Linked DNA regions of Mus musculus: regions 2, 3, 4, 5, 6 and 7 are each linked to region 1. Evidence: chromatin contacts called from public Hi-C, HiChIP or PLAC-seq and promoter capture Hi-C data. All regions are on one chromosome and are shown on one strand. The core of a region is the stretch at or near the end of the contact, and the rest is flanking DNA. Distances in the headings are between cores, read along the strand shown.

What was found. Promoter capture Hi-C pulls out the DNA fragments that hold promoters and counts their contacts. Hi-C and Micro-C count contacts between places; a contact is called where the count stands out from the background. HiChIP or PLAC-seq counts read pairs in DNA pulled down with a chosen protein or histone mark.
Region 2: a contact with region 1 is called in a promoter capture Hi-C map of hippocampal neurons, with 6 times the contacts expected there. The contact joins the enhancer-like site here to the promoter of Cdh11 in region 1. A contact is called at or near these places in 6 of 39 promoter capture datasets (the 3T3-L1 cell line, hippocampal neurons, maxillary cranial neural crest and 2 more), 7 of 484 Hi-C or Micro-C datasets (the 3T3-L1 cell line, adipose-derived mesenchymal stem cells, cortical neurons and 2 more), 10 of 115 datasets of contacts at active chromatin or transcription factors (the NIH/3T3 cell line, VIP interneurons, astrocytes and 7 more) and 1 of 9 other capture datasets (adipose tissue).
Region 3: a Hi-C map of embryonic fibroblasts shows a contact between it and region 1, with 9 times the contacts expected there. The contact joins the enhancer-like site here to the promoter of Cdh11 in region 1. A contact is called at or near these places in 6 of 39 promoter capture datasets (the 3T3-L1 cell line, hippocampal neurons, maxillary cranial neural crest and 2 more), 6 of 484 Hi-C or Micro-C datasets (the 3T3-L1 cell line, MC3T3-E1-derived osteoblasts, adipose-derived mesenchymal stem cells and 2 more), 8 of 115 datasets of contacts at active chromatin or transcription factors (the NIH/3T3 cell line, astrocytes, craniofacial prominence and 5 more) and 1 of 9 other capture datasets (adipose tissue).
Region 4: a Hi-C map of nephron progenitors shows a contact between it and region 1, with 6 times the contacts expected there. The contact joins the enhancer-like site here to the promoter of Cdh11 in region 1. A contact is called at or near these places in 5 of 39 promoter capture datasets (the 3T3-L1 cell line, cranial neural crest, frontonasal cranial neural crest and 1 more), 14 of 484 Hi-C or Micro-C datasets (the MC3T3-E1 cell line, cerebral cortex, embryonic fibroblasts and 3 more) and 9 of 115 datasets of contacts at active chromatin or transcription factors (the NIH/3T3 cell line, VIP interneurons, craniofacial prominence and 6 more).
Region 5: an H3K4me3 HiChIP or PLAC-seq map of craniofacial prominence shows a contact between it and region 1, with 7 times the contacts expected there. The contact joins the enhancer-like site here to the promoter of Cdh11 in region 1. A contact is called at or near these places in 5 of 39 promoter capture datasets (the 3T3-L1 cell line, 3T3-L1-derived adipocytes, hippocampal neurons and 1 more), 6 of 484 Hi-C or Micro-C datasets (the 3T3-L1 cell line, the N1E-115 cell line, cortical neurons and 2 more) and 8 of 115 datasets of contacts at active chromatin or transcription factors (the NIH/3T3 cell line, craniofacial prominence, embryonic forebrain and 5 more).
Region 6: an H3K4me3 HiChIP or PLAC-seq map of craniofacial prominence shows a contact between it and region 1, with 4 times the contacts expected there. The contact joins the enhancer-like site here to the promoter of Cdh11 in region 1. A contact is called at or near these places in 6 of 39 promoter capture datasets (the 3T3-L1 cell line, 3T3-L1-derived adipocytes, hippocampal neurons and 3 more), 2 of 484 Hi-C or Micro-C datasets (both in uterus) and 5 of 115 datasets of contacts at active chromatin or transcription factors (SST interneurons, craniofacial prominence, embryonic limb bud and 2 more).
Region 7: a contact with region 1 is called in an H3K4me3 HiChIP or PLAC-seq map of craniofacial prominence, with 4 times the contacts expected there. The contact joins the enhancer-like site here to the promoter of Cdh11 in region 1. A contact is called at or near these places in 4 of 39 promoter capture datasets (the 3T3-L1 cell line, embryonic stem cells, hippocampal neurons and 1 more) and 2 of 115 datasets of contacts at active chromatin or transcription factors (craniofacial prominence and embryonic limb bud).

What each region holds. Positions count from the first base shown.
Region 1 is chr8:102,782,968-102,786,882 of GRCm38.p6, forward strand. Cdh11 (cadherin 11) reads right to left here and starts at 2,144. Exons shown (of 13, transcript NM_009866.5): 1 at 1,929-2,144.
Region 2 is chr8:103,287,095-103,291,009 of GRCm38.p6, forward strand. No RefSeq gene overlaps it. Among named protein-coding and RNA genes, the nearest start is that of Gm39234, 7.8 kb to the right of the region's middle. Within about 2 kb of position 1,632, at least 9 of the 459 cell types and tissues checked have an H3K27ac peak or open chromatin away from gene starts, as enhancers often do. A contact at or near this core is called in VIP interneurons, cortical neurons, forebrain and 1 more, where this site is marked.
Region 3 is chr8:103,258,359-103,262,273 of GRCm38.p6, forward strand. No RefSeq gene overlaps it. Among named protein-coding and RNA genes, the nearest start is that of Gm32531, 11 kb to the right of the region's middle. Within about 2 kb of position 1,758, at least 7 of the 459 cell types and tissues checked have an H3K27ac peak or open chromatin away from gene starts, as enhancers often do. A contact at or near this core is called in embryonic fibroblasts, where this site is marked.
Region 4 is chr8:103,229,426-103,233,340 of GRCm38.p6, forward strand. No RefSeq gene overlaps it. Among named protein-coding and RNA genes, the nearest start is that of Gm32531, 40 kb to the right of the region's middle. Within about 2 kb of position 1,911, at least 35 of the 459 cell types and tissues checked have an H3K27ac peak or open chromatin away from gene starts, as enhancers often do. A contact at or near this core is called in the MC3T3-E1 cell line, VIP interneurons, cerebral cortex and 5 more, where this site is marked.
Region 5 is chr8:103,198,011-103,201,925 of GRCm38.p6, forward strand. No RefSeq gene overlaps it. Among named protein-coding and RNA genes, the nearest start is that of Gm32531, 71 kb to the right of the region's middle. Within about 2 kb of position 1,886, at least 24 of the 459 cell types and tissues checked have an H3K27ac peak or open chromatin away from gene starts, as enhancers often do. A contact at or near this core is called in the N1E-115 cell line and craniofacial prominence, where this site is marked.
Region 6 is chr8:103,164,856-103,168,770 of GRCm38.p6, forward strand. No RefSeq gene overlaps it. Among named protein-coding and RNA genes, the nearest start is that of Gm32531, 100 kb to the right of the region's middle. Within about 2 kb of position 2,141, at least 11 of the 459 cell types and tissues checked have an H3K27ac peak or open chromatin away from gene starts, as enhancers often do. A contact at or near this core is called in craniofacial prominence, embryonic limb bud and second pharyngeal arch cranial neural crest, where this site is marked.
Region 7 is chr8:103,147,114-103,151,028 of GRCm38.p6, forward strand. No RefSeq gene overlaps it. Among named protein-coding and RNA genes, the nearest start is that of Gm32531, 120 kb to the right of the region's middle. Within about 2 kb of position 1,913, at least 13 of the 459 cell types and tissues checked have an H3K27ac peak or open chromatin away from gene starts, as enhancers often do. A contact at or near this core is called in craniofacial prominence, where this site is marked.

The DNA.
Region 1 (3,915 bases), core at 894-3,393:
GATAGATGTTTTGCACAGAGGGTTCGAATACGAGGGCCTAACTGGCCAACCCTAAAACTTAAGAGTCAGAGATTGTTTAAGGAACTTAATGTGCCTGTGGCTTCAGGGTCCCTCTAGTACTGGCCACAGCTATGTCCCTTTGTTTTGTAACTTTTATTCCTTTGTTCTGATAGAAGACCAAGCTGCCTGCAGCTGGGGTTGAGCATCCCTTTCTAGGTTCTGGGGCTCTGTCTCCTTGCTTATGAGAGAAAACAATTCCAACATTATTGAAATGAAGGCCAGTCCCTTCTCTTTTTTCTCTGCTACCCTTAAAGGCGCTCGCACTCAGTTCAGCCTCGTTAATATGCTGATGAGAGGGATCCTCGGTCCTGAGAACACATCTGTAGACCGGTCCCCAGAAATTCCAGACACCCCGCAAACCCCTGGACGTCTGCTACGAGCCCTAGAGATAAGGAAATTGATCTATCCTCTCGCCAGATTAATTATCACTGCTTTCTGTGATTAAACCCAAAACTTACTGCTTCCTAGTCCACAGATAAGACCGATCAGGAGAAAATAGGAAAGGATTCGGGAGCCATCGTTAAAGATTTCTTGAAGAAAAAAAAAAAATGAAGGGGAGACTTTTAGACAAATCTCTACCCTCCTGCAGTGCCAGGCTTTCATTAACAAACCCACTCCCAGCCCTCAGGGACGACCCTCCGTCATGCAGAAACGGCACCGTTAAATAATTAGAAGATGCAATTTCTTCATAGCAGTGCGATAGCCCGTGAAATTCCTGCTGCATTATTAACAAAAAGCAACAGGGCTTCTTCGAACATCTAGCGAACCTTTCACCCGCTGAAGGCAGGAGTGCGGAGCCCGGGTGAAATCCGGGCCTTGGCAAGAGAGAGAATAGGAAGCCTCCTGGGTCCCACTTTCTCCGGGGACCAGGAGCGAAAAGACCCTGCCAAGGCTAGGCTGGGTTGCGAGGGGAATTGGATGCTCCCGCAGCCTCCAGCTTCCCGCTGCTCCTTGCTCTCAGCACATCCCGGCTGGGAGGCCAAGCACAGGGAGGGAGGCCGATTGTGAGGAAACAGTGGAGGCTTGGAGCGCTCCGAGAGGAGGCGCAGGCTTTCCGGGAAGGTTTGATTCTCAAAGTTAACATTGACCCTAGAAAGCTTCCTCCAGTCCAAGCCCGAGTCTAGTCTGAGTCTGAGCCGCTCACAGAGCATTCCCTGCATCACTGGGAGGTTAGGATAGGTGACTGAAGTCCCCGAAAAGGCGGGGGCTGGAGGGGCTAGCTCACACCGCAACCCCCAGCCTCTGAGCCGCAGTCCACAGCCCCCGACCCACACTATCAAAGTGCGGCCAATCCAATCGCCGCTCCCTCCCGGCCGCCGGCTATCTTCTGGGCTTCGACCGCACTCTCTACACAGGCACCGGGTCTAGGGGAGCTCTTTAGGAAGGCGCGGGAGGATCCCCTCTAGGAACCCCGCAGAGAGCGATCTTGTCTGGGGAACAGGCGCAGCGCGGGCGGGCACCGCACAGGGGTCGACTTTCCCTAGAGACATCACGGGAGCAGTCTGCGTGTCCAGAGCTCCGCTCTGCAGTTCCTTGCCCCAACCCAAAGCAATCCCCCTGTGCTGAAGCCTTGGTGCAACAGCCCCTCACCCCGGGGGGGGGGCAACAATCAAAGAACCGGGGAGCGCACATCTGGCGCCTCAAACCCCTGCTCTGCCTGCGTCCACAGCAGGCTGCCTCCCTTTTCTCTGATTTTTAACCTCACCCCCCCCCCAAAAAAAAGCCCTTCTGCTTTGCTTTACTGATCTCCATCAGCCAGCAACCTCCCCCTTCCGCAACAGTCTCTTTCAGAAGCAATTCTTTCCCCTTTCTGCCTACTCCGAGAAGCCCCATCTAGATAGGGTCTAGAGCCGAGCAGAGCGCCTCACCTGGGGCCGTTGCGGGTGGACACGACCTCCTGGCCGGCTGTCCCTGGCACGGGGCGAGCGCAGCGGTGTCAGCCCGGGCCCCGGTCCGAGTCCCATTCACAAGTCGGCGGCGGCTGCGAGCGGCCCCCGCGGCATCTGCTCCTCGGCCCGCGACGCTCCCCTCAGCTGGCGGCGGCCGCGGAATGAGCCGCGGAGCGCGCTAGTGGCAGGAATGAGAAACCGGGGGGAGGTGGCGGGCAGGCGGGCGGGTGAGGGGGGAGGAGGAGGGAGGCCGACGCTGGGAGGGAAAGGGGGGCGGAGAGGAACCGAGGCTGCTAGACGCCGAGAATTGGGCCTGGAGGAGGCGATGGATGCCTACCCTGTCGGCGCTCCTCCCCCCCTGGGGCCCCGAGAGATGCCAAACCCAGGAATAGGTGGCCTGGCCGCCCCTCCTGCCCTGGGTCGCAGCGCTCCGTCTCCTGTGGGGGCTCAGACACAGTCTGGAGCGACTGAAGTTGGGCTCCGGGGATACACAGCCAATCAGGAAGGACGACGGAGGGAAGCTGGAGAGGGCTTGAGAGCCCCCATTTTCCTCTTTTCCTGAAATCCGCTCCAGCTGGACAAGCTAGGGCCTCAACCGGCCCGCCGGAGGATGGATTGGATGGAAGGCATTGCCCAAGTAGGGGAGGCAATCCGGAATTAGGGAGCGCATTCTAGGCTTTATCAGTTAGCACTCTGAAAATATCTCCACGTTGACCACTCCTGCCCAGTGCCCTCTCCCACGAACCTTCAGCATCCCGGTATCTATCCTTTGAGAAATCCGCTTGCGGGGAAATCGGTGAAGACACTAGACAGGGGCATTCGGACTTGAGAAGAATAGAGTTTTTCCTCAATGTTGTTCTACCCTACATGCAAAGCCTTCTTTAGGGTCAGCCCCACCAGGACAGAGTCTCTAGCTTCTGTTCCAGCCAATTACAAGCAACACCCCCATCCGGCAGTTTCACTTGTTGCCTCCCAGAATGGACACCACAGAGCCCCTCAAGGCCCCAAAGAGAATGCCATTCGACCAGAGGATGGGCCTACGTGAAGAATACCCGCACCCTGACTCAGCCCCCTGTTTATATCTTTCTCACGAGAACCCAGCAAAGGATACCCCAACCTGATTCCTGTCCACTTTACAGTGTCTGGGCAGAAGAACTGGATCTTCAAAAAAAAAAAAAAAAAGCGCCAGGGACTGGGCGGGGCGGGGCGCTCTTCCTACCTAGAGCAGCGTGGGGACCCGCACCGTGACTGGGAACTAAGGATCCATGCTTCAGTGGGGACCTTGGATTAGGACAAGTTTCCAGTCTGGAAGATGTTAGAAAGAGCAGAAGTAGAGTTTCCAATGGGCGAAGGATAAAAAGGGATTTTTTGAGGAAAGTCGCGGTGGCTTGGGAGTGGCGACCTCAGGAAAAGAACAATAAAATGACAAGGGACAAAAGCTGGACTATGCAGCAGAAGCAGGAAGACCTAAAGGGGGAGTTTAACAGGAATCAGAAGTTAAAAAAAGAAAAGAGGCCACCAATGGAAGAGAGCGCCAGGACCCAAAGCGCATGGGAAGGGCACTTGAGAACCCAGGGAGAACAAATGGTGGCTGAATCCCACCACCAAAGCACTTAGCCACCAGTCCTGGGGACCCGGAACTCTCACAGATCAACGGTCCCCGTCGGGCTCCTGGAAATGAGATCAGGAACCAAGGCGCAGACAAGACCGCTGGAATATCTGCCCTGTGCTTGCGTTTTCCGCAGCATCTCCAGGTCCCTGTGACACTGGGTGCCGCCCCTACCCCCCACCCACAGTAACCATACTGTTGGAAAGGAAGCGCCTGTCACTCCGTGTGGACGTGGCCTTTAAACTGCCCACTCTTTTGGGGAAAGGGGGCGCTAAGCTTTCAGCTACCCACTTCACTCATCTCCCAGCTTCCCTCTTCCCTCATTCCGGATCGTGCCCAAAGTTCCAGGCCTCCCAC
Region 2 (3,915 bases), core at 382-2,881, 500 kb after region 1:
CTTACTAATAACGAAGAAAGAAAGCGACACATAGCACCAGCAATGATGTATAAATGGGATATCTGGAGTCCACAGCCATATATGTGGAGTATCTGAAGTCTTTGTATCCACAGGGTAATTTAGTGCTCAGTGTTTTCTGAATGCTTTAAATGGCCTTAGCATTCCTCCAAGTTGCACTGAATCTCCTAAAAGGCCACTGCAACTTTCTTGCTTTGTGTTAGGGACACTGTTTCTCCTCAGTTGTTTCCCTCCTTTTCTAAGCTGAAAGTCCTGATGTAGACCCATTGCTCTGGGCTCTTGGTTCACATTTTGATGTGAGACATCCAACCCCATAGTCTTCTGCAGTTATGTGTTATGCCCAGGAACTGTCAGTGAGAGTTATAGTATACCTCTAAAAACTAATCAATCCAATACATTTCTCTGTATCTCAGAGCTGCTGATTGAGACTACAGGGTCCCATCTGAATTAACCCACTTGATGCTTTCTCATTGCAGTAGAGGTGACAGGGCTTGCACTTATCACAGAGAATATATTTGGTACTTCTTATAGGTTTAATTTTAGGCTTACAGTTTCAGAATCTTATTCAAAATCTATTAGCAAATCAGAGGCAAACATTTCTCTTTTGGACCAAGGTTTTCCTCAGCCAGCATGACTGTCAGGTCACCATGCCATCTCTCTGTTATGTACACAGATGTCTCAGACCAAGTCCTTCAGGACTTCCCAGAACCTTAGCACTTCCTGATTTCCACCAGCAATTATGGCCCATAGAAAGTCTGAGGCTCTTGTACTTTCCTTTCTGGAGGATTAGTCTAGAATGTCAGTACTTTCCCCCTTTTGGGCCCAGTCTCCCAATGACTTTAGTGACATTCCCAGTTAATATTTCCATGACCGATGAAGAAATATTTTCTTATAGTTTTTTTTCCTCCAAGCCCTAATTGTTAATATTGCTTATGATACACAACCCACCAGAAAATCCAAGAGAAAACCCAAAACCCAAACCAGAAACCCCACAGACATGTAACCTCAGAGTGTCTGGGTCATCACTTGAGTTTGCAAATGTCAAAGGTCATCCTACTAAGGCCTCCAATTTGACGTTCTAACCACAGACTAGATTACCACATGACCACCAAGACTAGACGGAGGTTCGCCACTCTACTCTTAATAATGAGGACCCCCCCAAACATGGAAGTGCTACATTGCCCTTCACGGTTTATTTAATACTGATATCTATAATACACCTGAGGAAAATAAGACAAGCCAAAAAGCACACTCAGAGAAAAAGGGGTACACTATACCTGCAAAAGAGAGGCGATACTTAAAAGGCACCACTCATTGAAGAAAACTCGAAGAGATGATTTCAAGAAAGAAAACTGAACTGAACTAAAAGTGTTGAAGCCTTAAAATATCCCCTACAAGGCAGAGTTCCATTCTCACTGGTATGACAAACATTTTCCCGACAGAGGAAATTTAACACATTATATAAATACCCTGATCCGCAAATGCGCTGGTAGTAATAATTAGTTTTCTCCCCTTTCATCTCCGTGGTTTCTGCCCACACATATTTCCTATTTCAAGCTTTGGTGTAACAAATGCATCTTTCGAAGGGGAAGCCCACGCCTTGTTTGCACAAACACAGGTCTTTTTATCGCCACGTGCAGTCTCTCTAGTTCCCAGCGCTGAACAATGAAGCATTTTCTTCTCTCCAAGAGCTCTGACAGAATTCATTTAATTTCCATGTAAAATGTAATCTGCCGGTAATAATAGGTCACTCGCAGCAATTGCATTCAGGCTGCCAGATCACCCATCACTGCGCTAATTGTGGGATAGCGTAATGCACAGCCAAGGTGTGCACTGAGAACTCAGGCTGGGCATTTGTTTTGATGATGCTATGAGGAACACAACAGAAAGTGTCCGCAAATACTATAGGCACTGTCCTTCTCTTCTGAAATGACTGAGAAAGCAAAGCAAGTCTTCTTGTATACTGCACATCTTCAGCTTCAGGACTCTTGATGTCGCCTGCAACACCTACAGGTTTCAGGTATTTTTCCAGATATGGGTAGGTGTTTAAATACTGTGACACCACTGATACAACAGCTTTGGGGCTTCTTGGAGAGAAGCTGAGAGTAACTGGATGATTGTAAGGCCAGGAGGCAATCATTCACTGGTTGGCTATCCCTTCTTTAAAGTATTGATCACAAGCCCTACTTACTTCCTTTTTGCATCAAAGAAAACTGAAGTGCTTTTCTGTGTAGCTTTCCTTATTATAGAAACTTAAATTGACCCCAATGCTGTATTTGCATGTGTATATGTGTCCATATGTGTATGTGTGTGTGTGTGTGTGTGTGTGTGTTGTGTGTGTATGCTTGTGCATATGAGTTTAGGAGTTTCCAAACTCATGAAACATCACAGAAAGTGATAACATAAGGATGGACCTCAAAGATGACGTAGCCCAAATTCCTCATTCAATTTATTTCATCATATCTTATTTTTCTTATAAAGAAAAGTCAGGACCACTGTAAATTATTTTGTTATGAGTTTAATATGAAATGTCCCCCTAGGGTTGTGTGGTGAAGAGTTGCTTCCCCAGCTGCTGATGTTATTTTGGGCACCGTTGGAAGCTTTAGTAAGTCAGGTCTAGCTGGAGGCAGTAAGTTCCCCAGGGGCATGTCTTTATGGGCTGTATCTGGTCCCTAGTTCATTCCTGCTGTCCCCTTGCTGTCTGTCACTGGGTAAGCAGCCTCCTCTACCATATGGTCTCATTGCTATGGTCTCATTGCTATGCTCTCTGCCTCATCGCTGGGCCAGAGCAATCTATCTAGCAGAGCTTGAACTCAAACCTTGAACCTGCAAGACGAAGCAGCTACTCCCTCCTTTAAACTGCTTCACATTTATCACATGTGTGATAAATGGGCATTTATCACCATGACAAAAAACGTCTGATTAACAACACATTTGGAAAGGGTAAAGAAAACAGAGAATCCCTTCCTCCACAGAACCAGCAGTTCAGGTGCTGATGGGAAAGTCAGAGCACAGGAAAACTCTTCTTCCTCAGGAGAGAGTAATATGACGTATGGAGGATGCGAATGCTAGGGGGCATAGCAGATGCCTGAGGAAAATGGGCACCTGAGGCTGCCTGCATCATGGCTGTGTGCTGAATTCCACCTACTTCCTGCTGTACAATGGAGTGCATGTTTGGGGGGAGTTGTATAATGGAATGTGTTTAATGGGGGTGTGTAACAGAGGAGTGTTCGGGCAGTGCCTTAACTTCTTCCTTAGCAAAGAAAAAATGCAGGCTGCTGGCTCAGCCCACAGTTTGTACAGCTTCAGAGATCATGGCCAGATTTTCAGGTTTTGGGGAAAAGAACCCAGCAGACCCATTCTCTGATTTCCTTCTCTGGTTTTGTTTGGATATAGAGTTCGACTGTGTAGTCACCACCTGACAGAGACAGAAAGAGAATTTCAAAGCTGAGAGAAATGGGAGGGGGAGAGAAGGAGAGGAGAGGGGATGATATAGAGGCAAGCAGATAAGGAAATTAAGAGAATTGAGTGAGGAGAAAGACAAACAAATGCAGAAAAAGGAGAGATCAGAGAAACACAGGGAGGAAGGACAGAGGGAGAGGATGGTGGAGAAAAAATAGAGGGCAACAAGGAACCAATGGTGTTAGAAACGGAGACAGAGAGAAAAAGACAGGACTTACTTGGGTCAGACTGAACCTGATGCTATGTTTAGGAGGTAACTATATCTGTGTGTGTGTGTGTATGTGTGTGTGCATGCAAATATGTGTAAATGGGTGTGAGTCTATATGGATGTGGGTATGGGTGTGCACATGTGTGTGAGTGTGTTTGTATCTGGGGGCTGTGAAATTTGAAAGTGGCCTTGGACGAGTCGCAGTATTTTAAAGTTTCCCTAACCCT
Region 3 (3,915 bases), core at 508-3,007, 480 kb after region 1:
AGAGCATTAACTAAGGGAAGAGGGTCCCATCCTAACTTTGGATAGCATTGTCCTATAAGGAGATGGTCTAGGTGGAACAAAAGGGAACAAAGCCTGCTAGTGATGTAAGTTATTCATATCCCCCCCTTTGTATGTGTGTGTGTGTGTGTGTGTGTGTGTGTGTGTGTGTGTGCGTGCGTGCGCGCAGTTTGCAGTGTACAGTGTACAGTGTACAGTGCTTGCATATGAATGTACTCTCCTTTCCTGGTGTCATGATATGAGCCTCCCTCCCCACCACAATGAACAGGAACCTCTGAAACTGTGAGAAAAAAAGCAGTTTTTCTCCCTTCAGTTGTTCTCCAGTTTTTGTCACAGAGACAATGTCTGGTACAGACTGACAACGAGCAAGCAAGCCAGCAATATGCATGTACTGAATCGTGATGCAATTGACTATGAACTGTCTATTGAAAGCACCAAATAACAGGATGAGGATCAAGTTCAAAGCCAGCGTTTGTTACTCAAGGATCCTTGTCCTGCAGGGTGAACCCCCCTAGAGCAGATGCCTGGCAGGACAGCCTGATATGCTCAGCAGTACAGTGACACATGTAGATCAAAACCTGAACAAAGTCGGAGTCAGGGAGTCAGTCCTCAGAAAAATGCTTCCAGAGAAAGCAAAGGTTTGGATTCATGAATACCAAGTACCCAAATTGACACAACCAATATAAGACCTGTCCTCTTTATAATTGGAATATAAATATTGAACTAGCTTTTCATGGGTCCTAGCTTTACCTGTAAAATCTGCATTCTATGTTCAAACTCCAGGTCCAAGGAAGCAGAAGTGTCATGGCCATGTATTCTACAAAGATTCTGTTCCTGGATGCATGGCTAGTAAACATTTCTTTAGCTACATCTGCCTGCTCAGCAAGTTGGCAGGGGCCCATGAACTGAAACAATGGCGACATGGAAAGACCATTTAGGTACAATGCTGGAATTTTGAAAGCTTTTTGTTCACATAGTAAAAAATAATGGGAAATTAATCTCAACTAGGAGAAGTATGCCACTGGCTATTTCAAGGGATAAAGTATATTATAAGGTAGATATAAATTTAAATATTTTAAAAAGAAATCAATATTCCAAAGGGATGCTTTGGAATGCAAACATCAGAAAGGTGAGGGCTCACTGCTATACTCTGTCACTCCTATACTCTGCAAATGGCCTCAGACAAAGTTCAGTACAATTGGAAAGGTAACTTGGCCCACTGCCCAGAATGAATGTATTGGTTGACATGTCCTCCAAAGAGATCTGGGCAAGTGCATCTTTAAGAAGCTTTGGTTAATCTGTTCCATGATCAGGGTTCTAATTGATGCCGAGATCTCCCATCCATGGTCCTTGCTCACCTCCTCAGCTTTCCTGCCTACTACAGCTCCTACCCATTAACCTTGTTACATCCTCCATCTGTAACTAAATCGAAATCTATGTAGGACTGCAGAGAGAGCTGAAGAGTTAAAAGCACTGGACGTTCTTCCGGACGTGCCAGGTTTGAGTCCCAGCACCCATGTGGTGTGTCAGAACCACCTAGTTCCATGGGATCCTATGCCCTATTATATATAACCTTCGAAGGCATGAGGCACTCACAGAGGATACAGATTTATAGGCATGGCAAAACATTGATACACTTACAATAAAAATAAATATTTGGAAGGAGGTGTTTCTTGAGTCCCAGAGTAGCCATTCCCAGGGGAATCCAGTCACTCAATCTGAGTCACAGTTTCTGTTTCCATAACATTTGAGAACGTTGGAAAAATTTAACTTAAGCATTTACAGAAAAAGTAGAGCTCAGAGCCTCAGTCATGGGCACTTGTTTTTCAAAATCTTCAGTGTCACTAGGGGTTGGAGGAGGTGTGCAGAAAGAGCTACCTTGATGTGTGGATATCCCTCATTCCCTCTTTCAAAATCTTCAGTGTCACTAGGGGTTGGAGGAGGGGTGCAGAAAGAGCTACCTTGATGTGTGGATATCCCTCATTCCCTCTTTAGTTTGGATGATTTAGAATCTCATCACTTAACTATGAGTTTCATTGATGACCTGACATACGTGCTAATGGGAGTTGAGCAGAAAAAAATAAAGGGAGTGAATTAGTTAGGACTTTTAAAAATGATTTAGGCTACACCTAATTTGAGCTGGTTTAAGGAAGAATACGGGTGTTCTGTCAGGAATGGAGATGTTGCCTTCTAATGAGATGACAACATCTTTCCTGGTCCTGGGAACCAGGGCTAAAGATATAAATAAGGTTCATAATTGACTGTCTCTGTTTTCCATCCTCTCCCCTTTTCTGTACTTGATTCATTGTTTTATCTGTGCCTTTTAGCAGCCTTTGTCTGTTCCTAATCCCCATGGTGGAATATGCAGCCCCACAGTACCCATTTGTGAACCAGCCTCAAGGTTCACCATCAATACCTAGAGAATAAAATCTGATTCTCACAGCTAGAGTCTATGCCTGCTCTAGCCAGCTCTGGCTGGTGAGTGAAATAACAGAGAATCAAATAGCCTTCAGAAGCTCTTGTGTATCATCAATGCAAGGTAGGAGAAGTTTGCGTTATTAGGACAAATTGATCCTCTGTAGAACAAGGGAAAAGAGAAGATATTTCTGAGGTAGTGAAGTAAATATTGCTTGGTTCCCATTCTCTGCTGGCAGCTCAGAGGTGAGTCTCTCACTTTGGAAAAGAAACGGCTTAACTATTTTTATATGAGAAACTTGGGCTGAATCAATGGCTCTTACCTTGGCTTATTATTTGATTGATGTGGGAAGGTTTTGGAAATGCTCAATATTCAGACAACATGTTCAGATCAAATAAATCTAAATCTCTAGCTATGGAATCCTGGTATTGATATGTTTTTTTAAGTTCTTTAGATTACCCCAGTCTCCAGCTAAGGTTTACAAGCATTGGACATGATTGGTGATTCTCAAATGAATCACCTGCATCTAGTTAAAATGAGAGCTGTGACTGATTGGGTTCAAGCTTGGTCATGGGATTCTGCCCTGGTAACAATTCCTGGGCAGCAGATATGCTGTCTTGTAGGATATTCTCCAAATATCCAAGCACTGAATCATCTTTCAGTGGTGTTCTATTTCTAAGATGCCAGGAAATGGACTATTTATCCCAGAAATCTCTTCTATTGCCAGAACTTGCACTTAAATACCACAGTGTCAAAGCCAGTGAGCATCTTTCAGAAAGCAGTTAACCTATGGTCCATATGGCTTGAGAGACATTGCTAAAACCATTCTGTGCATACCACTTTTTTCAAATTATATTTGCAAACCTGATTATGAAGTTTTGTTCTGTTTCACTATTGTTGGAAAGACAAGTCTCTTGAAATTGCTGCTGGCATCTCTGACAGGGGGAAAGCCACTCAAGTGAAGGACTCAGGTAGCCCAATGTCGAAAGAAGAATCACTTTGAGACTTTTAACAGTTAGTTTTGAAATTTTAATGCAACTTAATCATTTCTTCCCTCACTTCCAACTTCTTCCATGCTCTCTCTCAAATCCATGGCCTCTCCTTTGTTATTACATACATACATTATATTTATAAATACATAAAAATAACTGCTTAGTCTCTATAATGTTTCCTGTGTATATATAATTTCAGGAACCTTTCTCTTTGTAACAGGCAGAGACTATTAAAGAAAACTATCACTGATCAAAGTGTGGAGGCATCAAAATGTGGTGCACAGTGATACATCTTCAACACAATCCCTATACCTAAGGCTCAGGTATCAGTAGAGAAACATGGGAGAAAGAACTGTAAGAGGCAAAGGAACATGAAGATAGCTGTGAGGCTGTGTCTTCTAGAAATGTTAATAAGGGTACACCCGCAAAGGTTCATCAACATGGCTGCCTAAACAAGACCTGAACAGCAAGGTGGATATGCTAACATGG
Region 4 (3,915 bases), core at 661-3,160, 450 kb after region 1:
CCCCCAAAACAAAACAAAACAGCATCAGAGTCCATGAAAAATCTTATTAAGAATATAGACAGTACTCAATTCAGTATTAGGCATTTTGCCTTAGCTGGTCCAAAGAAGGTCTTCAGAATTTTCATTTTCATGCCACATATATTATACAATATATATGGCTATATATCCACATGGCTGGAGATGTCAGAAGGGTTGGCTTCTACATTATCCAGGGTTGCAAATGACACAAACGAGGGACCTGGCCATGCCTTGTTACTGAGTAAGTGAGACTCCCTCACTTTGAGGTGATTCCTTCAGGTCAGGAACCCACAGCCCCTCGACAGGCTCTTCCTCACCAAAGTCTTCTCATCACACATCCCAGCTCCCTTTCCCACCCTGGACACACTCACTGTGGAGCCGCCTCCTCTTTCCTACGCTCCCGTGTCTTCACGGACACTGACTTTGACTCGGTCAGGACTTTTATCCCCCCTTGGCAAAATAATAGGATATTATGTTTGTTTGTTTGTTTGTTTGTTTTGTTTTGTTTTGTTTTTAAAACAGGAAATTGGCAAGAACAATAACACCGTGTTTGATTTCTGAGCTAAAAGTAGATTCTGTATTGTGGAGAAATTTAAGAGGCCAAAAACAGTGTAGGGCAACATCATCAGCTCTCTCCCCAACAGCAGCAACACCTGGACTCTCTCCCAGCATTGCTATTCCAGAAGCAGCATCATGCCACTTAGAGAGCTCAGGAACTGAGGAAACCTCATACACATGTTCTAGGCAGCTGCCAATCACAGGAGTTTGCATCCCAGTTTTATGGGGTGCATGCATCTATTCTGTCTCTGATGAGCCTGTGACTTTGAATACGGGCTGTCTCCTCTCTGACCTTGGGTTCCTTATCAGTAGGTTTCGGGAAAACTGTATTTTTTTTTTCCAGGAATGAAATTATAAGTCACTGAGATATCATTTGCAGAAAGAATTCTTCCCTCAGAGCAAAACTACCATTGGAGCAGAAAGAATGTCCTGGAGATTGGGGAGATAAAAGAAGGGGCTGGGGAGGCAGAGTGGAGGGAGCGAAGTAGGTTTATGGACCAACCCTGAAAGGAAAAACAAACAAACAAACAAACAAACAAACATGTGGTAAATTGAGAAAGATGGCTGAGGGGCTGAGGTCAGAGGGAGACAAATCGAATGCTGCCCTGGATTTAATAGAGACTGTTTTCTGCACTTGATGATGTGTCACCCAGAAGACAGGGACATTGGAGTTGTATTTTAGAAAACCTGAGGAAGATGAAAATAGCCTAGAAGAGGAGTCCAGAGAAGAGAACTTGGCAAAACTGTCAGAAACTCTGAGGGTCAGTGAGGATGGGAAGCAAGAACACAGAAAATATTTTGGAGGATGCAGGGAGGGCCTATTACTGATCAGAAATTACTTTGGATTAGCATATGCAAATGAGATCCTCTGGGACCAGCAGCTGCCTCTTCCTCAAGCATGCTGTCCCTAGCCAAACTCAGGGCTTTTAGTCAGCAGCTTTGCTCACAACCCAGCATCTCCATGTCCCATAGACTGTTTTGGTCCACTGTCTTCTTCCAGGCCTGAGCCTGGGGCTCCTACTCTCCGTCCCAGCCAAGGAGAAAGGACAACCACACAGAAAGAAAGGAAAGATTTTCTGTGTTTTTCTGCAAGATAAAGCAAGGTTATTTTTGGCCCGTTTTTTAGAGCAAATCAGATTTATTTTCTCTTTTTCTCTTTCGGAGCCCTGCGTCTGGCAGGCTTCATGCAGGGGAGTGAAAATTAGAGCTCACATTTTCAATGCCTTTGCAGTTTTTGCTCGGTGTCAGTTTTGTTTGTCTTCCTCTGGCTGACTGTCTTCCGTGTCTCCGGACTGCTGAGGTCTTCCAGAAGTTGCTTTCAAGCCAAAGAAAGTAAAACCAAGCTACCATGAAAAGGGTGGGGAGCTTGAGTCAGAGAGGAGGAAAGGAAGGAAGGGAAAGAAACTGTCCCCCACTCGGCATTTCGTGAAACCTCACTTCCCAGCCTCATATTGGCTCTGCCATTTCTGCTTGCCCCTTGATCAGAGAGACACGGGACTTTATGGGCATCTCCTAACATGGAACTCACAAATGTTGGGACCTCAGATACCTTTTTTTCAACATCCATACTGCTTGATTCATGGCTTTGAAATTTTGTCAGTGTGCTCTGAAGCAATGGACTCAGAGGTTATAAATTCAGACCATCAGTACCTTGACTAAGTTACTTGACCTCAATAAATCTAGGTTTTCTTTGTCTATGTACTAGAAGTCTGGATAGGATATCATGAGAATATGAGGGTCCTGTGGGATGCCTGGCACAGGAGCTTTGAGAACTGCCTAGTGTCCAACTGTTGGCTGACTTGGAGTGACTAGTGTGTGGCCAAGAGCATACATGAACGACTGATTTTTTATACCAGTGTGCTTATACTACTGAGTAGCTACTGCAATTTTATGATCCGCTCATGGTATTTAAAGAAGTTGTAAATTTCTTTCAATCCTTTTCCCCAAAGAACGTTTTGTTTCGTTTTCTTCTTCTCTCCCCCTAGAGCTTTCCAGTTAAAGCAGTTAATGTCACATGGAAGACTGTGTTAATAGCAACCAGGTGCTTTCTTGTTCAGTTCCACACATCCTTCTGTCCATTTTGGGGCAAAGTTACATGTGAGCGCTACTGGCAACTTTTTTTTTCTCTCTTAATAAAATACAGCATGACCATGACTTCAAACGCATCCCTCTCTCCTTGATGGTACTGTCAAAAATACAGCTTTTTTTTTTCCCTAATCCAACTCTTCCTATGTCTTTACTGATTTACTTGTCAATAATTTCCTACATGTATGGAATACATTCTAGTTCCATTCATCCATCAACACTCTTGAATGGAAACGTACTGCTTGCTAGAGAGGTTAGCTTCTGCGGTTATCACTCTATGAATACTGCTTAAAGGTTGGTGTAATAATGATTTTTTAATGACATTAAATGAATACATGCTACACTGAAACTTTTACTTGCATTACTTCCAGTCTTTACCTTGATCCTCAATTTTATGCTCATCCTCCTTAAAAACGAATACACTGAGAGTAAGTGATGAATGTCTTTCAGCGAACACAGAGAAGCTGTGACAATGATGTAGGATGAGCACCTTTGAGTGTAGTATATTTTTTTTACCATAAAACTATGCTGTATCTCCTTCTGCACAAGGGATATCTTCCTGTCTCCTCTATGCCTGCAATTCCTGACACATATGTATCCAATATCTGCAAATATTTGTTGATACCCACAGGTAAGTGCATGCATTCATTCTCATATATGTGTGGGTGCAGATTGCTGTTTTCCTCATGATTTGTGGAACATGTGACCCCCCACACCCAGGTTTTCCTAGCAATGGAAAAGGGTAGTAGTGTGTAGGCGGGAGATTGGGGTGGTCCTTCATTCAAAGTCTGCTGGGAGAAAGATCTCTGGAACACAGTAGAGGATAGCCTTCTGTATCCCTGGCACCTCTCATGTATCCCCGCTCTGACTGATGACCTCCTGGATGTAGTCTTTGTGTTTGACAATGAATTCCTTACTACTATCCTAAAAAAGTATCTGTCATCTCTTTACTGGTGTTCTCTATCCAAGAGTCTTGGTTTCCCAGGACTTCAGAGCACCATGCCCATCGTGCTCCCCCACCCGCTTACATCACAGTTACTGCAGCTCAGTTCTAAGCCCATTAGTACCAAGTTCACCATGCTTTAAGAAAATAATCAACTGGATTCCCCAAGCTTACCTAAAGTCATCTACTGGAAAATATTGGCACTGATCATGAGAAGCCCTTCTTTCTGCTCACCTTAGGTACCTAAGGGGTTAAAGTTTCCAAAAGTACAAAAGCATGCATGGGTGGGCGTGTCTATGCAGCTGCCTGAT
Region 5 (3,915 bases), core at 636-3,135, 410 kb after region 1:
TTGGCAAAAATCTTCTCATTGTGTGTTTATGGCAAAGGTTAGAGTTAATAAGACATTTCAACTCCCAAACGGTTTGATTTTCATAAAGTTAAAACAGTACAGCAGTTACTATTTAATTGAGGGGATATACTCTACTGTCTAGTTTCCTTCTTTAGTAGCATTGGGAAGGAACGATGAAGAAATGACCCGAAGAAGAGAACACAACTACACTTGGAGAGTAAAACACAAATATTTCACTTATCATTTGTTGATGACCCAAGAGCTTTTTATATAATTACATGTCTACAGAAAGATGTTTTACCACAAAACATGATAAAATTTGATTCAGAAAGAAAACAAGTATAGGAGGTAGACCCTTCCAATCCTAATATTTCTAAGCTCTTTAGTTGCCAGGATTCTTTTAATTCAGAGGGAACATTGCCAAACACAGTGTCTCATCTGCGAAGAATGTGCTTTATTCTCTTGGCTTTAGGGTTGTATACTATTCAGCCATCCCACATCTTTATATCTGCTGTGGAAATCACATCAAGCAATTGCAGAAAACCTCTGATTCACGTAGGCAGGACTTCTCACTTGGTTTTCCTAGCCACTCGACCTCCTGCAGACTTCTTCTGATTACTGTCACTATAGATTGCTTTTCCTGGGGACCTCAGTAATGATTGCAGCAAAATGTGAGTTGGGAATGTTTCCTGTTCCATAATAATCAGGCTTGATGGTGACCAACCTTGAACTCTCAGTGACCCAGGACCAGCAGATAAAGAAGAGGTATGAGACGTGTCTGTCTGTCTGCCTGTCTGCCTGTCTGTCTGTGTATGAGTGTCTACTTCTGTGTGTCTGTCTGCCTCTCACAGACCTGTGTGTGAATATTTATGTGCATTCATGTGTGCATATATGTGTGTGTATGTGTTTGTGTGTATCTGCATGTGTCTGTCTCTCTGCATTTGTCTGTCTGTCTCTCTGCATTTGTCTGTCTGTCTCTCTGTGCCTGTCTGTCTGTCTCTGTATGTGTGTGTCTGTCTGTCTGTATATCTGTTTGTCTGCCTGTATCTGTGTATGTTTGAATCTGTACGTGTATGCATGCCTGCATGCCTATGTGTATATGAGTCTGTGTACTCAGATGTGTGACACATACACACACACACACACACACACACACACACACACACACACAGAGAGAGAGAGAGAGAGAGAGAGAGAGAGAGATTGAGTTAGACACAGAGGAAGAGGGGTGAAGGTGGTAAGGGCTGTGGCAAGTGTGCAGAAATAAACAGGGCATGAAAGTGAAACAATTCAGGCCTCTGGCTGGTCAGTGTTACTAAGCAAAGCAAAAACAAAGTCAGGCAGACAACAACAACAAAACCTTTTTGAAAGCATTTTTTGATGAAATAGCACCCCCACGCTAGATGCTTCAGACCCTTCAACCTGAAGCCCCAGTCTTCCTTACATGTCTCAGCTTCAGTTGCCACCTTGGCCTGTGGAGTTCCAACCCTTCTGCATTATCTTGATGTGGCTTCTGAATTAACATTTTAATAATTCCACAGAATTCCCTAGAAGTGTTCAAGGGCTGCATCTAGATCTCTCTCTGGCTTCAGACCCTCAGTAGCTGCAATCAGGCTGAGAGTTTCTCTGCTGATGGCCGAGGTGCAAAGGCCTTGGTGAATTACCTCAGTGCTCTTACTGGATTAGTTCCCTTCTGCACGTTATATTTCAACAGCAATTCAGTTTGGTAGTTTCTGTTCACTTAACTATGAGACTATTTTTACATCTCCCTCAAATCTCTCCCTGATTCCCCTCCTTTGAAAGGGATCCTTATAAATCCTATCATAATGGCAGGAATGTAAGAAACTGCCAGGGTAGAACGGTATTGGACAGCACATGGTCCTACAGCTGTTACCATTTAGGATCAGAAAGCTGGCGACATTTTAAAAAAGAAAGCCACACTGCCATCTGTCTAACATATATCTCTTATGTACATTTTAGCAGTCTGTCTTAACAAGCCATTTCATGCATTCATCCTAATAAATACTTATGTAACTGACTCTGTGTGGGTGGGTTCGTGTGTGTGTGTGTGTGTGTGTGTGTGTGTGTGTGTGTGTGTGTGTGTGTCTGCACCCACGTGCGAGTGTGTGAGCACGTTACAGGAGAGCCAACCCAAGTCCTTCCACATGGTAGGAAAGCTCTCTACCCTTGACTTACATCTTCAGTTTCAGAGTTAACTTTTTAAAAAACGTAGTCCAATTTTTTTTTTAACCAAACTCCATGAATCTTAGAACATAGGTCAACTGAAGTGACCTCCTTATTCAATCACCAGGTCTTTATCCTTCTGGGCTCACAGCCAGTTTATATAATTAGATGATGAGAGGAAGGGAGAAGGGAGACTACAGACAAGTATCTAAGCAGTGTCTTAGAGTGTGACACATGACCTCAACAGAATAGAACCAAGGGCTGAAGGAGCCCAGGCAAGGGATCCTAAGTTGGCCACACTGAATAAAGCAACACCGTGCAGAGGCATCAGCATCCAAGCTGAAAACATAAACGAAAGGCAGATGTGGAGATATAAACAGTGCTTCAGCCACACACTTCAGACATACACGAGTCCTGGATGATGCGGCGAAGGGAATTAGTGTCAATTAGAAATTGAAGCAGCATAGCATTGAGCTTCCAGCTATCAAGGTGAGCAGGGGAAAACCACTAAGGTTACTGATGTCAGGTTATATTCATATTCTTTGTGCATTCCAGGTCTAAATCTCTAAATGAGTCATCTCCTTCTTCTATCTTCTGAAATATGAGGTGCTTTGTTAGGTACGGACGTTTTGACATCCCACCCATTCACCCAGCATGGAAAGTTCACTTTCCTGTGTCTTTCATTGAATGGTTCAAACTCAGCAACGTGAGTTCAACTCATCCATTGCCTTCGGTTTTTTATGCTCCAACACTTACATCATTATACCAAGTTTCCCTTGGTGTCCTAATATCCCATGCTTCTTTCCTGACAGTATGCATCTGACTGCATATTCTCCCCCCCCCCCCAAAATGTCTCTAGACATTCTCATTCTTTTTTTTTCTTGATATATTTTTCTTTTATTAATATTAATCATTCCATTCATTTACATCTCAAATGATATCCCACTTCGTGGTTACCCCCTTCATCAACACCCCCATCCCATGATATCATACTTAGTGTGGCAGTCCCTGGGGAGGTCCGATCAGCAACTGACCAGTGCAGAGGACGATGCTTGGAGCCAACCATCGGGCTGAACTCGGGGAACCAGAGGGAGGAGCTGGCAGAAGGACTGGAGCTGGCAGAGGGGGATTGCAACCTCACTGGAAGAACAACATAGGCTGGCCTGACAACCCAGTTCTCCCAGAGACTAGACCATCAACCAAGGAGTGTACCTAAAGGGATCTTTTGCTCCAGATACATTCTCATTCTTTTAATACAAGTCTGCCATATTTCAGGACTCAAATGAATGCCTGTTCCTGTAGGGAGTGCCATCAGAAAAACCAACATCCCTTCCTTAATACTTCTACTACATGCCTGGCTCTCTTCATCACAGTTTGTCCTTGAATGCTATGTGTGTCTCAGTCTCTCAGTTTTACCACTCAGGGTCATCTCACATGTACTTTGAAAAATACCAAGTACTTGTTAATACAAAACAAAAGCTATCCTTGGCTGGAAATTCTACATACTCTATAGAATAAGTCATCGTAATGGTTTCAGATTCACAGTGATTGCATGGCGTGCATCCCTAAATAGATGACCAAGTTATTTCCTAAGAAAGAACATATTTTTCCTCTTTGTGTCTGTGTTTTCAGTGTTTGGAACAGGACATATAATGTTCATTCATAAATATTTGCTAAGAACAGAAGAGGAAAACACAAATAGTGCCTTGTCTCCTGGCCTGTGAGACTTTT
Region 6 (3,915 bases), core at 891-3,390, 380 kb after region 1:
TCGGGCTCAGAAGCAGAGAAACAAGGTCATGTTGGAGGAGACCACAATCCTATCAGATGATAACAGGTCATTGCCAAAGCAGATTATATAAAGAATTATAGCTGGTAAAAGTTGTACAATCACCAAAGTAAATTTTAAGTAGCTAGAAGAGGGAAGGAATTCTCTGCACATAGACTATCAACTCTTCTCAAGAAATGTTATCTGTAGCTGTCCAGCAGCCATGGAGAACTGGGTACCTGAAAGGGAGGCTGGAAATGAAAAGGGAAGGGCAGGAGAGAGAAGGATGAAGCCAAAACAAAGGTTTCTGATCAAGGCTCAAAGTTTAATATTCAGTTCTGCGTTTATAAAGGGAAAAACCCCAGACCCATCCTTTGTTTCAGCTGGATTATGTTCCAAAGGAAGCTCAGTAGGCAGTCTGCTCCCGTAGGAAATTGCAGGTGGAGCAAGGTAGAAGACCTCCACCTAGGTCAGAAGACTCCACCCTAGGTCAGCTAGGTCTGCGGAAGACCAACTGTAGCAAACAATTAAGGTCTGTTTAGCCTGCTCAAGGCTGGGGGAAGGGCACAGTTATCGCCATGTGACTAAGAGCCTTTGTTGTCAGCTTCACTTTTATAGTATATAGCTTCTGGCATACATTGAATGATCAAGGAACAAAGACCACATGTGGAATCAATGAATAAACTCAAAGGCTGAAGCCAGAAACCTCAGAGGAGTCTTGAGTGTTCCCTAGCCCCAGTCCCATACTCAACTCATGATTTCTTCTTTTGAAAACATATCTACAATTCTCTGCATCTAGTTCCTTTTACTGCCTACCCACCTCTCCAATCCTCCATCTCTTTTGCCAGGAAAAATTCAACAATCTCCTGTCAACTCTCCCTTGTCTTACCCCTTGGAATGCGTTCTCCACCAATCAGCAAGATTGATGATCTTAGAGCCCAATCAGACCAGTTCATTCTGCTGTTTAACTCCAAAGTTTTCCAGCTGTTTCAACTCCTTATCGTGGTCCTCAATCACCTGCTTTAGCTGCCACTTTCTATTTCCTCCCCATTTTCTACTCATGCCACAGCCCTTCCTCCCATTAGTCATGAAGCGATCACATTTCTCTGTTTCCCGTTGGCTATGTTTCTTCTTTGTTCAAGCCCCTTCCCATGTCCAGGGCCGTTTCAATGCTGTTCTTGCTGCCCAGAACTCATTTACTTTCTTCACTCATTTCAGACTAAAACCAAAAATGTCTTCAAGGAGAACTCCTGCCACGAATTGAAGATGTCCCTGATATTGTCAAGATGGCTCTGTTTCTTTGTTTTATATAGGACTTCTAATAACTTTGAAGAAGATATAGGCATGTCTTTAAAATTGTTACTGCATTCATTTATGCATTTGTGGGGTTGGGTGTTGCACATCTATTTACTAAAAGAATAAATGAATTCAGAGAATTAGTCAAGAATAGAGTGTCCCAGCATCAAGTTAGAAGATACCAAAGAAAGTAATTATAAAAATAATACCCAATGGTGCAAGCCTATCCTGAGAAGAGTATCCGAAAAGCCTAGTGAAGGAAGGAGTTGGTAGAGAGGGCATTATGAGGCCCTCAGGAACTGCTAGAAATTAGTGCCCAGACTTTTCATAATCTTTATATAATACTTTATGTTGAAGCTTTTATAAAGACAATATAAAGAGCATAAGGACAGATAGCCATGATCCAGTCAGATTGCATGCACATGTGCAAACATCACAATAAATGCTGCTAATCCTCCCAATAAAAAGTTCCTTAAGGCTTACTATCCACTTTGTTTTTGGTAAGTCCCACCAAATTTTGTGTGCCTGTGGTGAGCACAGTGTCCTGAGTTTTAAGAGACTCATGGGATTCAGATGAAGAGAGTGACATGCATCAGTACACAGTGTGAAGAACATCTGACACTTGATCCTGATTGGGTCTAAACAGAGCCTATCTACATGTAGGGGCAGGACCACCCCTTCAGCGAGCACAGATGGCAGAGGGCTCTCTCCAGGACTGTGTGCTGAACATGTGGGAAAAGCAATTATAAAGGGATTTAAGTCGATGGCAGAAATAGAGAGGTTAAGTCTCCGTCCCTTCTGTGGCGTATTAAGTGGTAAAATGAAAAAGCTTTGGAACAGCAAGCCAAACTCATCTGGCAAATTGTTTTTGGAAAGAAATGGGCTTGTGCATTTGGATACTTGTCAGCTGTGTAAACATCCCATTATCTAGCTAGTTACCTCCAAGGTTCTGTAAACCCTATGCAGGCTCATCATACCTACTCACAGACCCAGCATAGCCAGGAAAGAGATGCCCTTCTGTGTGGCCTTGCCTTTTGAGGACATCACGTTGGAGCACCACAACCGAGTGGTTTATTCCACAGTCCCAGGAACTCTTTTAATAACTCCAGCCGGAAGAGCAGAGAGTCCTGAAAGAATAAAAAAAAGTGCTAGTTGACACCCCTAAATGAAATGGTGCGATTCAAAAGGATGGTCTGCTGGCTGAATAATCATTCTGTTTTCTTTTTAGATCCCCCAATTATATTAATTTGGAAACTGTATCTATTAATTGCCCAATTAGACATCTGGTAATCACTCTCTACAGAAATATCCCAAATCATCATGGCTAGGACTGGGATCACTATTTTATTGTATCGCAAATAAAAAAATCTAATTTGGTTTTAATAAAAACTAATTCCAGCTAATTTAATACCAACTGATCATTAACTGGGTGCGTTTTGTGGTTTATCAAGTATATAAGAAGGGTGTGTAATTAACTAGAAATGGTGGCCACAAGGTTGTAATTAAATCCTTGGTAACTTTTAACTTTCAGCAAATGTTTTACCACTTAATTAACATCTCAGACGATGATTTATAATATGATTTATTAAATGCCTATTGCACAGAGAGCTGGGACAGCTAATGAGCCTAGTGATAGAGCCTCCTATTTACAAAGAGCCTCTTCTTTCAAAATATTATATACATATACTCTCTTAGCAAAAACTGATAATCAACTATGGGCCTAGTGATTGGCTATCTTTAACATTTTAGTTGTAGTTTTGTATCCACATTTCTTTCGATTTCCATCCAATATAGATTTAGTCCCACAGAGAAAACGTTTTCTTGATTAGTTGGTGTTTACTTCCTTTCCTGAACTCCAGACGCTTCCTCCATTAGGGTATAGAGGCAAGGAGCTAAGTACCATCAGCTAAGTACCTTTTGCTGATTTTTGAGGTCCTTGTAATCCATTGGCAACTAGTAAATAATTAGGTGCTACAGCCATAAGACCAGTTACAGGCCACAGAGTCTATTGACTATCTAAACCATAGCACTTTGTATTCAAAATCACTTCTTCTGAAATGGTTACAGCGAATAAGGCATCTAATTGACAGAAATGGGATTACATTCTTAAGAGATACCATACTAGGTAAAGCAGGGAGCAATTTTCCAATAAAGGCAGACCACAATTTGTGTTCTTGTTTGCATTTAGCACAATTATGATTTTTCATTGATCTGTTGCCTGTCTTCCTGGTCAGGTCAAAAGCCCTTAAAAGACAAGAGGCGATCTGTTTTTGCTCATCTTTGCATCTCCAGCACACGGTAGAAAGCAGAACACGATGTGGACATTCAGTGAATGTTTCCTTAGCTAGTGAATGCTGTCCACTATAGCTAGTTATTAAGAGGCACAACGTATTTGGCTTTCCAAATCTATAATTTTTACAATAGGAAGTATCAATGTATGTACTCAGCGTGCATTCAACTCTTACCAAACTTCTACCTGAGGAGAAAAGAAACCCAGCACAATGCATACCTTGGTTTGTTGCCTCATAAAGGAACTCATGATGATAGGAGTAAGATGAGGTCATCTGTTCTTTGTTTCGTAGCCACTCAAGCCTTCTTTGGTTCTCCTTTAACCTTTATCAA
Region 7 (3,915 bases), core at 663-3,162, 360 kb after region 1:
AGAGCCATTCACACCTCCCCATTGCAACCATTATAAGCATTGCTAGTGTCCCCAAATTGGGATCTACTCTCTGTAGCCTAGAAGATTTAAACAACTTTGAACATTTTTGAGCCTTTATATTTATTTTATGTGTACAGGTGTTGTACCCAGTGCATGTCTCTGCCAGTTACCTGAAGAGTCCAGAGTGGGGTGTTAGATCCATGGACCTGGAATTCCAGACACTTGAAACACTTGTGAGCCTTCATGCTGGAGTTGGGAATCGAACCCTGGTCTTATCGAAGAACAGTTAATGCTCTTAACCACCAAGTCATCTCTCCAGTTCCAAATGAAGCGCTTTTGAAACAATTCCCACCGTACAAATTCCAGGGTTAATTTTGCTTTTACATGTTCAACTTTTGTCATAAATCTTTTACTGCTCCAAATGTTTCACAGATGTAAGCAACTAAGAAAATAAGGTACGCTCCAAAGGAAGCCTTACTTACCAACTTAAACCAACCAAATGAGGAAAAACTGCCTTAAGGACCCTCTGTCCCCTGTATTTCTTTTCTAATGCCAATCACCCAGTTCCCCTCTGAGACTCTGTGTGAAACTTAGGGCCTATGCAGAGCTGTTTAAAAACTCTGGCCTGTGAAATGAATCCAGCTCATTAAGCCTAATATTCAAGGCTCTTCTGTCTGACAGACTTAAAAGCCATCCCCTAGGGTTACTCCGACATTCAAGGTAGTTGGACCATTCCTGACACATGATAAATATCTGGCAAATGTAGTTTGTTTTAATAGTTGTTTCTAATCTTTCGACCATTTGTAGATCTTTACCTTCTATTATGTTATTTAAAGGCCAATACTCTGTTTTCAGTCCCCAATCAGCTCTCTCTTGTCATTCTTTTCTTTCTTACCCTAAAATTTCGTACATATCTAATATCTGTATGCAGAGTCCCATCCCTCTGCCAAGGCCCACTGCCTTTTGGATTATTATCACAGCAGAAACCATCTCTCCCAGCTCTGAATGTTTACAGACTTGCACCAGGACTCTCCTAGGGCCTGGCTCCATTATTAGTCTGCAGGTCTATTCCTTCCCTCTCAGCTTAAAGTGCATGCTGAGCCTGGGTCATTTCTCCCCATCCCCCTGCTCCTACCCGCAGAGGCAAGAGGCGAGTCCTCTGTAAACACAGAATAAATGAAGACAACCTGCTCTATCCCTTCGAATTGCCATGCATTGCCATATCTTGAGCCTTGGGACTGCTGAATTAAGCAAAGACATCTGTGATTATGAAACAGCCCCTATCCCCATAATGCTATTTAAAGGCAAAAGTGCCATGGGAGAATAACAGTGCAACTCAACATATTTCAGGTTGAATGATTCTGAATGTCAGATTTGGCTTCTTCCTGGGAGGCTCCTTTGTGACAAGAGTTCCCTTCCCGGCAAACACTTGCTTCGGGGTTCCCATTACCACCACCCCTTATGGTGTCTCACAGCTCTACATAAGAATGACTGTCAGAGAGTAGCCGCCTATGGGTCTGGGCCTGGTTCTGTGACCCTTCTGATCACTCTGGCCCAGCCCTGGCTCACCCGACTGCCTCAGCCTCCTCTGGATAGAGTGTTTCCTGGAAGCCTCAGGAGAGGGACTCGGGATACTGTAAAGCACAGCTGTGATCGCGTTCTCTATCTCATCCCTTCTTTAACAGCTTCAATGGTTCCGCATCGTAAGTGCCACATCTCTCGCAGTGTGAGCCACGGCATCTCATCAGAAGCATCTGGAACACGCACCAAAATGTATTCTCCTGAGCTCAGTCCTGAACCTAACGAGGCTGGATATGCTGTGGCTTTTTTTTTTCTTTCTGTAGCTTCAAAGGTGATTTCGATGTTTGTACAAGCACAGGCAACCCATACTTAAGTAAAGCAAGATGTTCCTTTCAGCATTACCATGTGAGCCAGTCTGTCTCTCAGCAGAGTCGCATCAAAGCCCTCGTTGCTGTTTCCCTTTAGTTTTCGTGGGTTTTCCATGCATACAAAATGGGTCAGTGACACTGGAAGCAGCTGGGCCCTTGCCACCTCTGTCCTTGAAAGGCTGTTTCCTTTGAACCTTTCTCTCTTCACCTGTGTGAAAGACAGACAGACAGACACACACACACGCACACACCATAAAATTCATCTATTTCCCTTGTGCTCTCTCGGAAGCATTGCTCCTGCCACAAAACCTTCTGTCTGTCTCTTTAGAGGGTTCAGCTGTCTTCATTCCTGCTGCCTTCTCCACCTCCCAAGTCTGTGTGCTGTGAGTATTGATCTACCTGCCTGTCCCCCATTAGTCACCTGCCACTGAAAGCTGGAACCCTGCACAGATGCAATCAGTATGACACGGTGCTTGTAAGCTACAGAAACACATAATGTGGGTGCTCCCCTTAAGCTTCCTTGCTGAAGGCAGGGCGTATTGCTGAATCCCACAGATCCTCAGTTTGTTTATTTAAACAAAGATGGCCACAGTATCACTACCTGATTCCACGTTTTAAGAGTTAAATATGATCATGTATGTGGAGGCCAAATAACAATATCCAAATGTACAAGAACCAGGTATACTTTTACTGTTAGGGGTGTTATTATTATATTATGATCTTATTATCTTAAGTGAAACAATAATGCCTATCCCAAAGAGATAATAAATAACTGTAAGTATTGTCTGCTGGTAATGCTACAGATAGAGTCTGGTTATTTGGTAAGAAAAAATTAATGAGATAGTACGAGGTCCCACCCCTTACTTTTTATGATATTATTTTCCTGGCTTTGGTAGCTCATGATGCAGAACGGAATCCCGAAATGGAATTTATATGATTTCTGATTGTTTCCCCATGGAGCAAGCTGGACCATGCCACAGTGGAGGCATAACCATGAAATAGGCTGCTGAGAATTGTCCCCACACAAAAGGAAGCAGGCTTGAATTACAAGGTATGTGAGCATCATAGATAATGCATAGGGAAAGAGGAAGAAAACAGTAGTACTCACAGAATGATGCTAACATTCTCTGTGCATCCTTTGAAGTACTTTATTCAGCCAAAAGACATTTATTAAGCACATCATAGGCAATCACTTGACTAATAGTAATACAAAACAAAATCTCTACACTAGATGACTACTGATTAGACAGAGTTCCTGCCCCTGATGAATTTATAATTTTATGGGAAGAATCAAGAGAGAAAATAATAACAAGTCATTTTTTCTACTTTGTACGATGGAACATGTAAAAATCCATCATAGGAATGAAGCTTTTACATGTGGTAGCACAAGGGGCCACTACTTTGTCCTGGCTATGCATTGGGACAGTTTGTCTCCCTCTACAGTGATGTGAGGGTGTCTACTCTTCAGATTCAGGCCATAATTGCAAAATGACCAGAGCAGTGAAATGTGTTTCCACTTTGGCCTCCTAACAGCCCATCATGGAGCTTAAATTCTATTTCTTAGTTGGTTGTACATTAAGTCTTTTTATGAAGGGACTAAAATAGCAATGAGCATATATTTAATGGCACCACAGTGGGGGTTTGCAGCCATTCTGAGCTACATAGCAAGTTCAGAGTAACCTGGCCTGAACAAAAGGCCAGCTATATAACATATAATACATGAATATGTATGTTTATATATATATATATATATATATATATGTATGTATATATGTATATATACATATATATACACATATACTATACACATACATATACACATATACAGTTATAGGCTGCCATGAGGTATTATCAAGCATCCTAGTTAATTATTTTTCCCGTATCATTCCCTTCTCTAACTGACCTTCCTATGTGTCTTCAGACTTAAATTCCCTTTTTCATTATTCCCCATTCCTTCATTCATACACACTTTTAAATTGGAGTGACCTACATAAAGGCAGGGGAAAAAATTTGTTCCCAAAATCTA